Linked DNA regions of Zea mays: regions 1 and 3 are each linked to region 2. A link is a contact called in public Hi-C data. All regions are on one chromosome and are shown on one strand. Each heading gives the region's core, a stretch centred on a gene start, on an enhancer-like site or on the middle of the called end of the contact. The rest is flanking DNA. Distances are from core to core; before and after follow the strand shown.

Region 1 (3,651 bases), core at 784-3,283, 220 kb after region 2:
CTTTATGTCTCTACAAGTGGATTTGACTTAGAGATAGGATTTTGTGGTTGATTTGCAAAAAACAAACCAAGTGGTGGCAAAGGATGATCCATATATGCCAAAATTGAATCAAAATAAACTTGAGTTTTATTTGAAGTAATATTGCACTTGTTCTAGTTGCTTTATGTTGTGTTGGCATAAAACACCAAAAAGGGGGAGATTGAAAGGGAAATGTGCCCTTGGGCCATTTCTAAGTATTTTGGTGATTGAGTGCCAACACAAGTGCTTAAATGTGAATTCATGTTTATGGATGAATAAAGTGAAAATCAAGAGCAAAGGTATGTTTCTAAGTCTTAGTACATTGGTTTTGTGTACTAATATACTTGTCTAAGTATTGGAAACAGGAAGAAAAAGAAAAGAAAAGAGTTGGCTGTGTACAGCCAAGAGGATGTTTCGGTCTGGGGCACCGGACTGTCCGGTGGTGCACCGGACAGTGTCCGGTGGTGCACCGGACAGTGTCCGGTGCGCCAGGCTGCCTCGGCCGAAGTAGCCGCTCTCGGGAATTCGCTGACGGCGTACAGCTATAATTCACCGGACTGTCCGGTGTGCACCGGACTGTCCGGTGAGCCAACGGTCGGCCGGGCCAACTGTCGGCCGCGCGATCTGCGCGTGACACGTGGCCGAGCCAACGGCTAGAAGGGGGCACCGGACTGTCCGGTGTGCACCGGACATGTCCGGTGCGCCAACGGCTCTCTGGCGGGCAACGGTCGGCTGCAACATTTTAGGAAGGGGATCGGGCACCGGACAGTGTCCGGTGTGCACCGGACTGTCCGGTGCGCCCGATGACAGAAGGCAAGATCAGCCTTCCAGAATTGCTCTCAACGGCTCCTAGCTGCCTTGGGGCTATAAAAGGGACCCCTAGGCGCATGGAGGAGACAACCAAGCAACCTTAGAGCATTCTTGATCATCCACACTCAGTCTTTGCGCATCCGTTTGTTATTCTAAGTGATTCGAGCTCCGTTCTTGTGAGAACTTTGAGATAGTCTTTGAGCTCGATTCTTGGCCGTGTGTGTGCGCATTTCGCTGTGGATTTGTGTGTGTTGCTTCCCTCCCTTACTCAGTGCTTCTTTGTGAATCTTAAGTGTAAGGGCGAGAGACTCCAATTTGTGGAGATTCCTCGCGAGTGGGATAAAGATAAGCAAGGCAAAACACCGTGGTATTCAAGTGGGTCTTTGGACCGCTTGAGAGGGGTTGATTGCAACCCTCGTCCGTTGGGACGCCACAACGTGGAGTAGGCAAGTTTTGTACTTGGCCGAACCACGGGATAAATCACTGTGTCTTCTCTGTGTTGAATTCTTTGTGATTGTCGTATTGTGCAAGATCTCCTCTTTAGCCACTTGGCAATTATTGTGCTAACCCTTAACAAGTTTTTGTGGCTATAAGTTTAAGTTTTTACAGGATCACCTATTCACCCCCCCTCTAGGTGCTCTCACATCCCGCGTCCAAATCACGTGGATGCGCTATTTTAGGTATCTGTTTTTATGACAGTTATAGACACGATTCAAGGTTTTCAGCGTAAAAATCATCACGTTTGAGCGTAAAGTAGTATCAAACATAACATTTTAAGGATTATATGTGGATATATGTTATGCCTACATAAAATTTCATGAACTTATGAGGCTATTTACATATTATTAATTTCTTTCTGCATAAAATCATCGAAGAACAATTAAATCCATAAAATATTCTAGTGTCAACTAAAAAAATGCAAATAAGTGACCAAGACTAATAAACATTATATAATAATATAACCTAAAAACTCCCATATAGAAAAATAAAATGATGTATTAGTTATGTTGAAACTTAGATACCTAGAGTGATTTCACGTATAACTAGTGTAACAAGTGGAAGTAAAATAGAAGAAAAGATTTGGACTTCTTTGCTGCTAGGTTTGGGCAGTCACGTTTGGCCCAGTGGCCAGGTTTGGGCAGTCACATTTGGCCCAGTAGGGCTACGTAAACGAATTAAGGCTTTCCTCGCTCGGCCCTCCCATGGTCCTCCTCTGGAAAACCACCTCTTCTCCTAGACTTCTTCCGTTGCATCTTCTCTTCTGTTCTCCACGACGCAGTTCGGCTGCCAGACAAAAACCCTAAACGCCGCCGCCGCCGCCGCTCTTCCTCGAGATGGGAGGCAAGTGCCCGCACCGCAAGGTAAAGAAGCGCCGCCTATCCCACAAGACGGCTCGCCGCGGCAAGTTCCTCCTGAAGGCCGACGATGCCGTCTATGACGAGCTCGTCAAGCTGGCCGACCAGGGCAAGGACGCTGAAGCCAAGGAGCTCCCCGTCGATGAGGACCTCCCAGGCCTGGGACAGTTCTACTGCCTCCACTGCGAGTATGCGCTTCCCCTCTCCTCTCTTTCCCTCCCTTCCATTCCACCGGTATGCTATTTCTTATCCTCTGCCAATACAGGTATATGCCCGTACGTTGCTAGTTGTAAAAAAAAACGTTTTTCTCAATTCAGCATTAGTGGAGCATGTGTTTTAATTCATTCGTGGTACAAAAAACACCTGACTAGCGAATGATAATCCTGTTTATCTTTGCAAAAACTAATTTGAATTTCCATGTGTGCATGAATTAAAACTTACCGTACTGTCACACAATAAGATCTTAAAATACTGGATACTCTTAGTACACAAATGATCCAAAAGAAAGCACAATTCCAGCATTCCAGTCTTTCGCTATTTCATCATCCTCATGTGCCAACAATTATTGTTTGTTTCCCTTCCTGGACACACAGAAAAATGCAATGGGATCCAGCACCGTAATTAGGCCGCAACAAAGGGTGAAATTGTATAGGGAATTTTCAAGCACCCACTCTAGGAGTCTAGGGCCATCAATTTGGTTTACTTCGTCAAAGAACGGATGAAATTGAATAAGTTTCATATCTATGGTGTAAACATCTACTATACCGATATGTAGAAACTGAGAACTATTCCTGCTGCACCGACTGTAAAGCTGGCATAGCTGAATATGTAGAGCTTCTTGTTGATGGGGATGTCTGCAAGAGCTTACCGTTTGGTATTTGCATTGAGAATGGACTGTGATTTCTTTCTTTGACGTGCTTCACAATATCCAATTCTCTAATTGGGTGGTGATGTGTGTGTGTGGGGGGGGGGGACCCCTAATAAATCTGCTAAAACCTCCTTGAAGTCTCTATTTCACCCGCCTTTTTTTCCTCCCTTATTTCTAAACTTTTAGTACTATTTTACCTTCCCTTAGTTATGTACATCTAATAAATACCACAATAGTGGAAGCAATTACTGTCTGTTTCCACAAAAATAGAGCATTGAGGAACCAATTTGTCCATCATTTGTTGCCACTTCTAGGAAGTCGGTTGGCAGGCACATATATCTAAGCTCTTAATATATCATATCAAATAGTAAATATCTCTAATCAACAAAAAGGGAAACCCCAATTATAAAATTTATCCCGTAAATATAATTTATTTTTCTAGCTGTGCTCAGAGAGTAAAAGCAACTCCAAAAGAAGATGTAAACCAACCTTAAAACAGATATTAGGAAGAAAATGATTTTCCTTGCTCCAATAGCTCCCTCATCGCCCCCAAAAAAATTGCATCCCACATCCGCCTCCTCCCCTCCCGCATATTTTCGC
Region 2 (3,864 bases), core at 154-2,653:
TAAGAAATCTAACAGTTCATTCCCCAAACTTAACAATTCAGGACCAACGTTCTAGACTTGAACATAAAGCGACAATACACATTACTAAATTACATTAACAGTTAGAAACTCCTCGTTAACATGCCATTATTCTACAATTTACTCCTAGTTGATCCCACGTGATTGATCGTTGTCATACTGCATACCCCAATCCTCATAGAACACTTCAAGGCTTTAGGAGTTTCAGGACTTGGGAGCCTTTCAAGTTCTATCTCATGAGCTGCTTAAAACTCTTCCACTATGATGTTGTCGTCGGGGTGCTGTCGTCCATTCTTGTAGACCACTTTGGAGCAAAGGATTGAAACCTTGTCAAGCCAATCCACAAGCTCCAAAAATTTTAGTAGAACAGATTTCAAATGTGTGGCAGGCTTGTGATATCCTGGCCCCTGAGATGGTGATATCCTGGCCCAAGGCTTAATAGAATTAATAGAGTATCCATACCAATAAGGTGCATCTTTTTTCGGAAGCCTATCTCGAAAGAACCTCCAAGTTAAGTGTGCTTGGCTTGGAGCAATTTGGGATGGGTGACCGACCGGGAAGTTTTCTCGGGGGCGCATGAGTGAGGACAAAGTGTGCACAAAAGACCCGGGTTGGCGTGTGGGGACAATATATGATCCTAGAGAGCTGCCATGAGTAAGTACCACCGGTCCGGGATTGGACGGGTGTTACAATTGGTGTGCTTGTAGCACTACCGACGAGTTGCCTAACTTCGCATGCATGGTCCTTCATCTCCCGGACAGCCCATTTGAGGGCATCGTTTGGAGTGTAGGACATCTGGCAGTGATGAAAAAATATGTAACCACAAGGCCAAATAAAAGTGAAAACATATGAAACTTGAAAGTATTGTCCGAACCTAAGGTTCTGATTTATTCCTCCACAACCGACATCACAATCGGTAACATACGAAGTCGAAAGCGGGTGGAGATCTACAAATCCATATCGGATCCATGTGTATCGGCCATATTTGTACAAGGGGGCAAATCGACTTGGGTAAAACCCTACCATAAACCTAAATCAACCCCAATCCACTGCAAACAACCTCAAAAACATGCAAATAAACAGATCTACGACGAGGGGTTTAGATTTTGAACAAACCTTGAAGATTTCAATGTAGAAGTCGTGGAGCCGCCGCTCCCTGTCGAGGTGATCCAGTGCTTCTTCCGCCGACAAAGAGTGGACTTGGGCCTGGACAGGAACGTTCGCTCGTGGCCACTGGTCGCTTCCTCCCCCATTCGCCGTCACGAGCGACACCGGTAGTGATGGTGGAGACGCCAATTTGGGTTCTCTCGCGGGGTAGGGAGAAGTCGAGGCACTTGGCCATTGCACGGATTCAATGTGGGAGGAGAGAGGCAATGCAATAGTACACATTGTTTTGGGCAGGCACCTTTTTGTGCAACCGTGTTTGCGACATGCTGTGACGCGCTACAGTGGCCTGCAGTTGCGAAAACTACACATTCGGGACACGCTACAGTAGCTGCTGAAGTAAGCCTAACTTTGGAGGGGAAGTATATAATAAAATGACTATGTTGTTGTGTTATTCTTTCAGAATTTCGATAGGTATACGATAGGAAAGAGAGATTGGGATTATTAGACATCTGCTCTCACAGTAGCCTAAACGCCACTAGCCCACTAATGTAGTCCATGTACCCTAGATGCAGCTTAGATGCAGCTTCTACGTTTAGTCCATGTCAATGAATTGGTCGATGTAAAAAAAAAAATCACGCAGATGGATACAGCGAAGCAGAGCAAACATAAAAGTTTATATTATAATCAAGGAAACAAGAAAACTATTTAAAAATCAGCAAATAAAAATCAACAAAAAAACAAGGTAACCGCGCAAGTTATGTAAGTAGAGGCAAAGCATACAAGATAGTAAATATTAACCGGGCTGAAGCACCCAAGCTTGCTCCATACACTGTACTGTACACGATCTTATTTATCAAGCTAACAGTGACTCGATACCAAAAGGAAGATAAACTGTTATTTTCTTTTGCTCAACACATAAATGCTTAGTGTAATAAAGAATAATAAATATACTACGGAGTAATAGATACAATAAACTTATGAAGCGCCAACGCAGCTTTCCCAGCAACCATAGCTCGAGCTGAAACTGCCTCCTCCAGTTTGCTGGGCATACTCTGCAATCACTTTCCGGGCGCAAGCATCCCACGTCCTTGCGATTTCTCGCAATGACATGGGCTCAGCTAGACCCCGGAGCAACACACTGAACTTTGACTTGGCCTTCGTAGACAGGTCATCCGAGTTCCTGCTGCAACCACAGAGCACCCCCGTGAGGTTTCTTTGCCGAAGCACCTAACATATATACAGTAATATGCCACTACACGCACCATTGTTCATCAGGAAACTTGTCTAGAAGCACCGGGGAGCATTTTGGGTAGCTACCAGGAACAAGCAACCTCAACGGCAAAATTGGACTCTGCCACCCACACGTTCCAACATAGAACAAAGTGAGACGACAAACATACAGGCATGGACCCCTCAATAAAAAGAAGAAAAAAAGAAACATAGCAAAGGTGTTTTGAGGCTGCCTCACCATCTGCGCTGAAGCAAACATGGATTTCAAGCTGGGGCTAACAGCAACAGCAGTGAATGTGCATTTAATGACTGTCCCTTCGGCCATATCAGATGTAGTGAAGGACTCAGCATCATCCTCAGAGACATGGAGCTCTGTATCTATAAGCTGTTTGTTTATCTCCTGAATCTCCTCTAACAGAACATGGTTTACCTGCGAGGTAGCCAGATAAGAGATGAACAATGTTTGCCCTTTTAGATACAAATATGCAAGTGACGGACGACTATTTGTAGAAAAACCAATGCCCTACATAGCTTATCAGCAAATATTTTAAAGAAACACACCTCAGCCCTTTGACACTTGACACGTGAGGTTGCAGTTGATTGTAGCTCTGGAGTGCCAACAGTATATGATTGCTTCAAGCTGTCATTCAAACTTCCAGCGGATGACACATTAAGAGGCATAGCACCTGTGTCCCGCTTCATTCTCTTTGATGCACCACTCCCATCATGGGTTATGAAGTTCCTGGCTTGCAAGCGGCACTTTGTCATAGCGACAAGATCTTCACCCACAGCAGCTCTGGAACCATTACCAGGCGCTGATCCAGCAATCCTGTCAATCATACTCACGACAGATCCAATATCGCTAACTGCAGCACTAAGGGACTCAGGCTGTGTTGTTCTCAACTGTATTGTAAAACAAAATTGAACATGAAATACAATACCAAAATAGTGGGATAATAATATAGACACAAACAATGATTTCAAGTCGTCCGACTAATCGCGATTAATCGCGATTAGTCGGGCTAGTTGGTTTTAGTGGAGCGACCAGGGTATCCGACCCGATTAGGTCGACTAATCGTCCAGTCTTCCGATTAGTCGTCGACCAAGTGCGATTAGTCGTCCAGTTAATGTGTGGACGATTAGTTAGGTTTGGTTGGCTGGCGGCTGGCCTGTTTTTGCTTTGGGCTGGACGTCTAGTAAGTCTGCAACTCTACATCATATGTTATGTAGTGAGTAGTGAGTGATATTCAGTTCATGTTCTGAAATCTGAATTCTTAATTCTGAAATGTGATTTGAGTGCCTGACAATTCTAGTATTCATAATTTCTATGATGTTCTGAAATTTGAATGTTCAATGGTGTTCTGAAATCAGAATTGTCCACTCTCCACTGTCCAGTTCTGGTATTCATATTTGTTTTGTTTGGTAATTTGGTTACTTTGATATTGCCTCCTATATGCTATATTGCTATATGCTATGCGTATATATATCAATATTACATTATTACACATA
Region 3 (4,082 bases), core at 480-2,979, 150 kb after region 2:
CCTTGTACCCGTCCGCCTTGGCCGCCGCCAGCACCGCCTCCGCCGCCGCCGGCACCAGCAGCCGGTCCACCGCGTACTCTGCCAGGCGCGGCACGAAGAGGTCGTCCACCACCACGATGGACGAGCGCACGTTCCCGTGCGCCTCGCCCTGGCCCGCGTGCAGATACGCCAGCGCGCGCGCCGCGCCCAGCGCGATCTTGTGCCGCCGCCCCCAGGTGAGCGCCGGCCGCCCCGCCGCGGGCTCGCTGCCACCGTGCAGCAGCTCCTGCAGCGTCCGGCTGCGCGGGAAGTAGTCGTACACCAGCAGCTTCTCGCCGCGCCTCCCCTGGTAGAAGGCCCTAAGCGGGACCAGGTTCTCGTGGCGCGCGCGGCCGATGCGCCGCACAACGGGCGCGCACGACGCGGCGTCCTTGCAGCTGCCTTCCCGCAGCAGGCGCAGCTCGATGCTGCTGCCGCCGCTCGCCAGCTTCGCCTTGTACACCGTGCAGTAGCTGGCCTTGTCCACCACCTGGCCGGTCGCGTTGAGCACCTCCTCCAGCGTGAGGTGCTCGCCGCCCTCGAAGACCACGAGCCTGCCCTCTGACGACGCGTCCTGGGCGTCGTCGGCCGACTCCAGCATCTCGTCCTGCTCCGGGATCCTGCCGCTCCGCCTCCACCTCCCCTGCGCCCAGCCGATGGACACGGACGCGAGCACGACGGCGCCGGCCATGATCCCGATGACCATCCCGGCGACGCCGCGGGAGCTGAGGCCCGAGGCTGTCACGCACTGGCGCAGCGGCGGGCCGCACAGCGCTGGTTCGTTGCCTACGAACGAGTCCGCCGTGAAGCGGGAGGCCGCGAAGGACGGGGGCAGCTGGCCGGAGAAGTTGTTGTAGGAGACGTTGAGCGCCTGGAGCTGCTGGGTCGCCGCCATCCCGGCGAGGGCCTCCGGGATGGGGCCCTCCAGGCGGTTGGCGCCCAGGTCGAGGCGCTGGAGGCCACGGAACGCGGTGACGAAGGCGGGGAAGGCGCCGGAGAAGCGGTTGGCGCCGAGGTCGAGGACGCGGAGGCGGTCGCAGGTGGTGTTGGGGCCGGCCGGCTCGGGCACGGCCCCGGTGAGCGCGTTGCCGTGGAGGCGGAGCTCGGTGGCGCGGTCGCAGAGGTTCCAGATGGAGGCGGGCAGGTCCCCCGAGAGGCGGTTGCCGGCGAGGTCGAGCGCGGAGAGCGCGGGCGCGTTGCCGAGCTCGAGCGGGACGGGGCCCGAGAGCGAGTTGGCGGCGAGGTAGACGGAGTCGAGCGCGGAGAAGGCGCCGAGGTCCGGCGGGAGGCGGCCGGCGAGGGCGGACGCGGGGAGGCGGACGGAGAGGAGGAGGAGGGCGGGGTCGGAGGCGAGCGACAGGTTGGCGCGCGTGGCGGCGGCGTCGCAGCGGAGGGGCCGGCCGTCGGGCGTCGCCCAGCGGAGGCCGCGCCAGAGGCAGAGCGGCGTGGAGGCGTTCCAGGTGGCGAGCTGCGCGTTGGCGCGCTCGCCCTGCAGCGCCGGCTTCACCTTGGCGAGGAGCAGCGCGACGTCGGGGTTGGAGGAGGAATGCGAGGCCAGCGGCAGCGCGGCCAGGCAGAGGAGGAAGAGCATGCAAGGATGCATCGAATCGTCTGAAGGACTGTAGCGGCTAGACTGAGGTGTTGGGGCTTGGGAATAGCAAGCAGCTCGCGGAGTGAGGAGTGAGTTTGATCTGAGAGGAAGAGAGGCTGGATCGCCGCTCTCCTTCGGTTTCGTGCGATGCGATGGGTAAAATGTGCTTGGCTGGGCTGGGTCCCCCTCACTCCCTCAGCACTCCGTCCCTCTCCTGTGGCCGCTGTGGCCATGTCGCAGCAAAAGCAACACGACACGAAAATAGGAAGAAGGGACGTACAGAAACGATGCAGGGCAAGAAAAGGCAGATGTGAAATGGAAACTGTGCGTGCAGCCGTACTAGCTTGCAGCATATATTTGAGCACAGCAGCATTTTCCATAATTCCGTTGCACACACATTGTTGCGAATTGCCAGCAATGGACAATGCGAGAGTATAAACTTTGTACCGCTGGGAGATAGGAGCTGGGCGTACGTGTCGTGTGCACAGTAGATTTGAAATCGGACAAAGAGTTAATACGTATACCATGTACATGTACGTACTATACGTATGTCCTGTAGTTAATTCGGCGCTCTGGAGGCAGGACGCGCGCGTGAGTGGCAGTGGCAGTGGCAGGGACAGTGACAGCGAGTGAGCCGGTGACAGTATGACAGTGAGGAAACAACCAAGCAGAAATGAAGGTCCAGCTGAAGCTGCGGTTTGCAGAGGGGAGATCGGGAGGGACAATTCCTTCCCTTCCATCCGTTTCTTGAGCGGCAAGTTCTAATTACACCGTGTACTCGACACGACATCCCGTTTGCAACAAGCCAACAAGGGCCACGGTTTCTCGTTTCTCATCCCTTATTTTATCTTTTAATTTAAACTTTCATCCTATAAATAGTGTCATCAATAATATAAATCTACTATTTTATATGATCTATCATAGACAGCCTAAAGCCTATCGACAACAAAAGCTCCGGCGCTAGTTTGGCAACCTTATTTTTCATTAGATTTCCAATTTTCCAAAAAAATGAACTAATTTTCTTCGAATAAATAAAAAACCTTTAGAAAAATTGAATTCTCAAACTAGTTCTAAATAAAAAAAAAACCCTCTTCGAATGTCCGGACAGAAAATGAAACTTCAGCCACGAAAGGCAAACAAAAATATGATACTACACTCTGAAAACCCCTCCGCAATGGATGTGTGTTGTACTCATCCAAACACTGTAATCAATTTCAAAATCGGAGGCAATATGTCTCACGGAAAGATACCTGCAAAAAATGTATTGGTTATATTTATCAAAAGTAAAAAAAAAATCATCTTGCTGACGCTTAAATTGGACCTAGACCAATTTTAAGAGACTCGTGATTAGCTTTGGTCTAGTCTAATAAATAAAACTTGGTAAAACGATATAATAATAGTGCCACATTAGTTTCCCAACAGAATGAATTCACCTCTACTCATGATATATGGGGGTACATTGCCAAATGAGGTATCAACACACAATCACCAAAACTACATATTGTTGACCATGTCTAATCCGACAACCAAGGAAACTATTGGTAAACGATTGGTTATCATATGCTAGTTTGCAAGGGAACTAGCCATTCTCCGCTACGAAAAGCGTGATTGGTTATCCTTTATTAGTTTGTTTGTGAACCTAACATCTCTTCATCGTTAAAGCATGATAGTTATTAGTTGTGCTCTTTGGTCCGTGACGACCTAGATAATCTAGCTTAGCTGTCGTGTGATGATATTTATGTCCATACACTTTTTGATGACTTCACTAGGGAAGATTGATTGGGCTCTACTTTGTAGTCGAGTCTCTCTACCCTAGTCAAATTCTTAAATGATCTATCTTCTTGTGCTCGCCATTATCGTCGCATCTAGTCCAAAAGGCCAATCACATCCGATTTGGGCCCCTTTATGATCTCGCTTGGTATTTTTGTAACGTGTTGATCTTGCCATTGAAAAATCAACGAAGTGGTGAGGTTTCGGATCGTGGAGTACAAAGGCAGTTTAACGTAACTATAAATACCCCAAGGTGTGACTTGCAAACTCATTATATGAATACAATACTTATTTTAAAAGCCATATGAATCTTATATTGACACTTATAGTCATAATGATAGTATATTTTTGCATCGACTAATTATTATGTTGATAATGATCTTCACCATATACATCATAATGTTGGTATCATGTTCAAGAGCCGATTTTAACTATAAAATCTATGAATTTTAATGCTACTAGCAACATACAACATACATATCCTTATTCATTGGGTATAAGTTTACAATGTGTAGTTTCACCATGTCATGTCTATGAGTGGGAGAATTGGCTATAGTGATACTAATTATTCAATCAAATACTCTTAACTATTAGTTTTCATATAATGCATGGTATGCTAATAGGACAAAGGTTCTACCTAAAAATTTGGCATTATAAGCAAATGATAGTGCTCAAGATTTGGACACATATGTTACTAATAACT

The links. A called contact is a pair of places that touch in the nucleus more often than the background predicts.
Region 1: a Hi-C map of ear shows a contact between it and region 2, with 5 times the contacts expected there. The contact joins the promoter of LOC100280453 here to the enhancer-like site in region 2. A contact is called at or near these places in 5 of 25 Hi-C or Micro-C datasets (bundle sheath, ear, leaf and 1 more).
Region 3: a Hi-C map of tassel shows a contact between it and region 2, with 3 times the contacts expected there. The contact joins the promoter of LOC100279361 here to the enhancer-like site in region 2. A contact is called at or near these places in 2 of 25 Hi-C or Micro-C datasets (ear and tassel) and 1 of 3 datasets of contacts at active chromatin or transcription factors (leaf).

What each region holds. Positions count from the first base shown.
Region 1 is chr1:206,613,875-206,617,525 of Zm-B73-REFERENCE-NAM-5.0, forward strand. It overlaps LOC100280453 (zinc finger protein 593), which reads left to right and starts at 2,034. Exons shown (of 3, transcript NM_001153373.2): 1 at 2,034-2,371. The coding sequence starts at 2,163.
Region 2 is chr1:206,395,073-206,398,936 of Zm-B73-REFERENCE-NAM-5.0, forward strand. LOC103643172 (mediator of RNA polymerase II transcription subunit 15a) reads right to left here. Exons shown (of 10, transcript XM_008666330.4): 7 at 2,917-3,258; 8 at 2,594-2,785; 9 at 2,388-2,476; 10 at 1,886-2,308. The coding sequence ends at 2,101. It also overlaps the pseudogene LOC103643173. Among protein-coding and RNA genes, the nearest start is that of LOC103643172, 19 kb to the right of the region's middle. Within about 2 kb of position 1,404, at least 10 of the 20 cell types and tissues checked have an H3K27ac peak or open chromatin away from gene starts, as enhancers often do. A contact at or near this core is called in ear and tassel, where this site is marked.
Region 3 is chr1:206,547,522-206,551,603 of Zm-B73-REFERENCE-NAM-5.0, forward strand. It overlaps LOC100279361 (putative leucine-rich repeat receptor-like protein kinase family protein), which reads right to left and starts at 1,730. Exons shown (of 1, transcript NM_001152378.2): 1 at 1-1,730. The coding sequence starts at 1,621.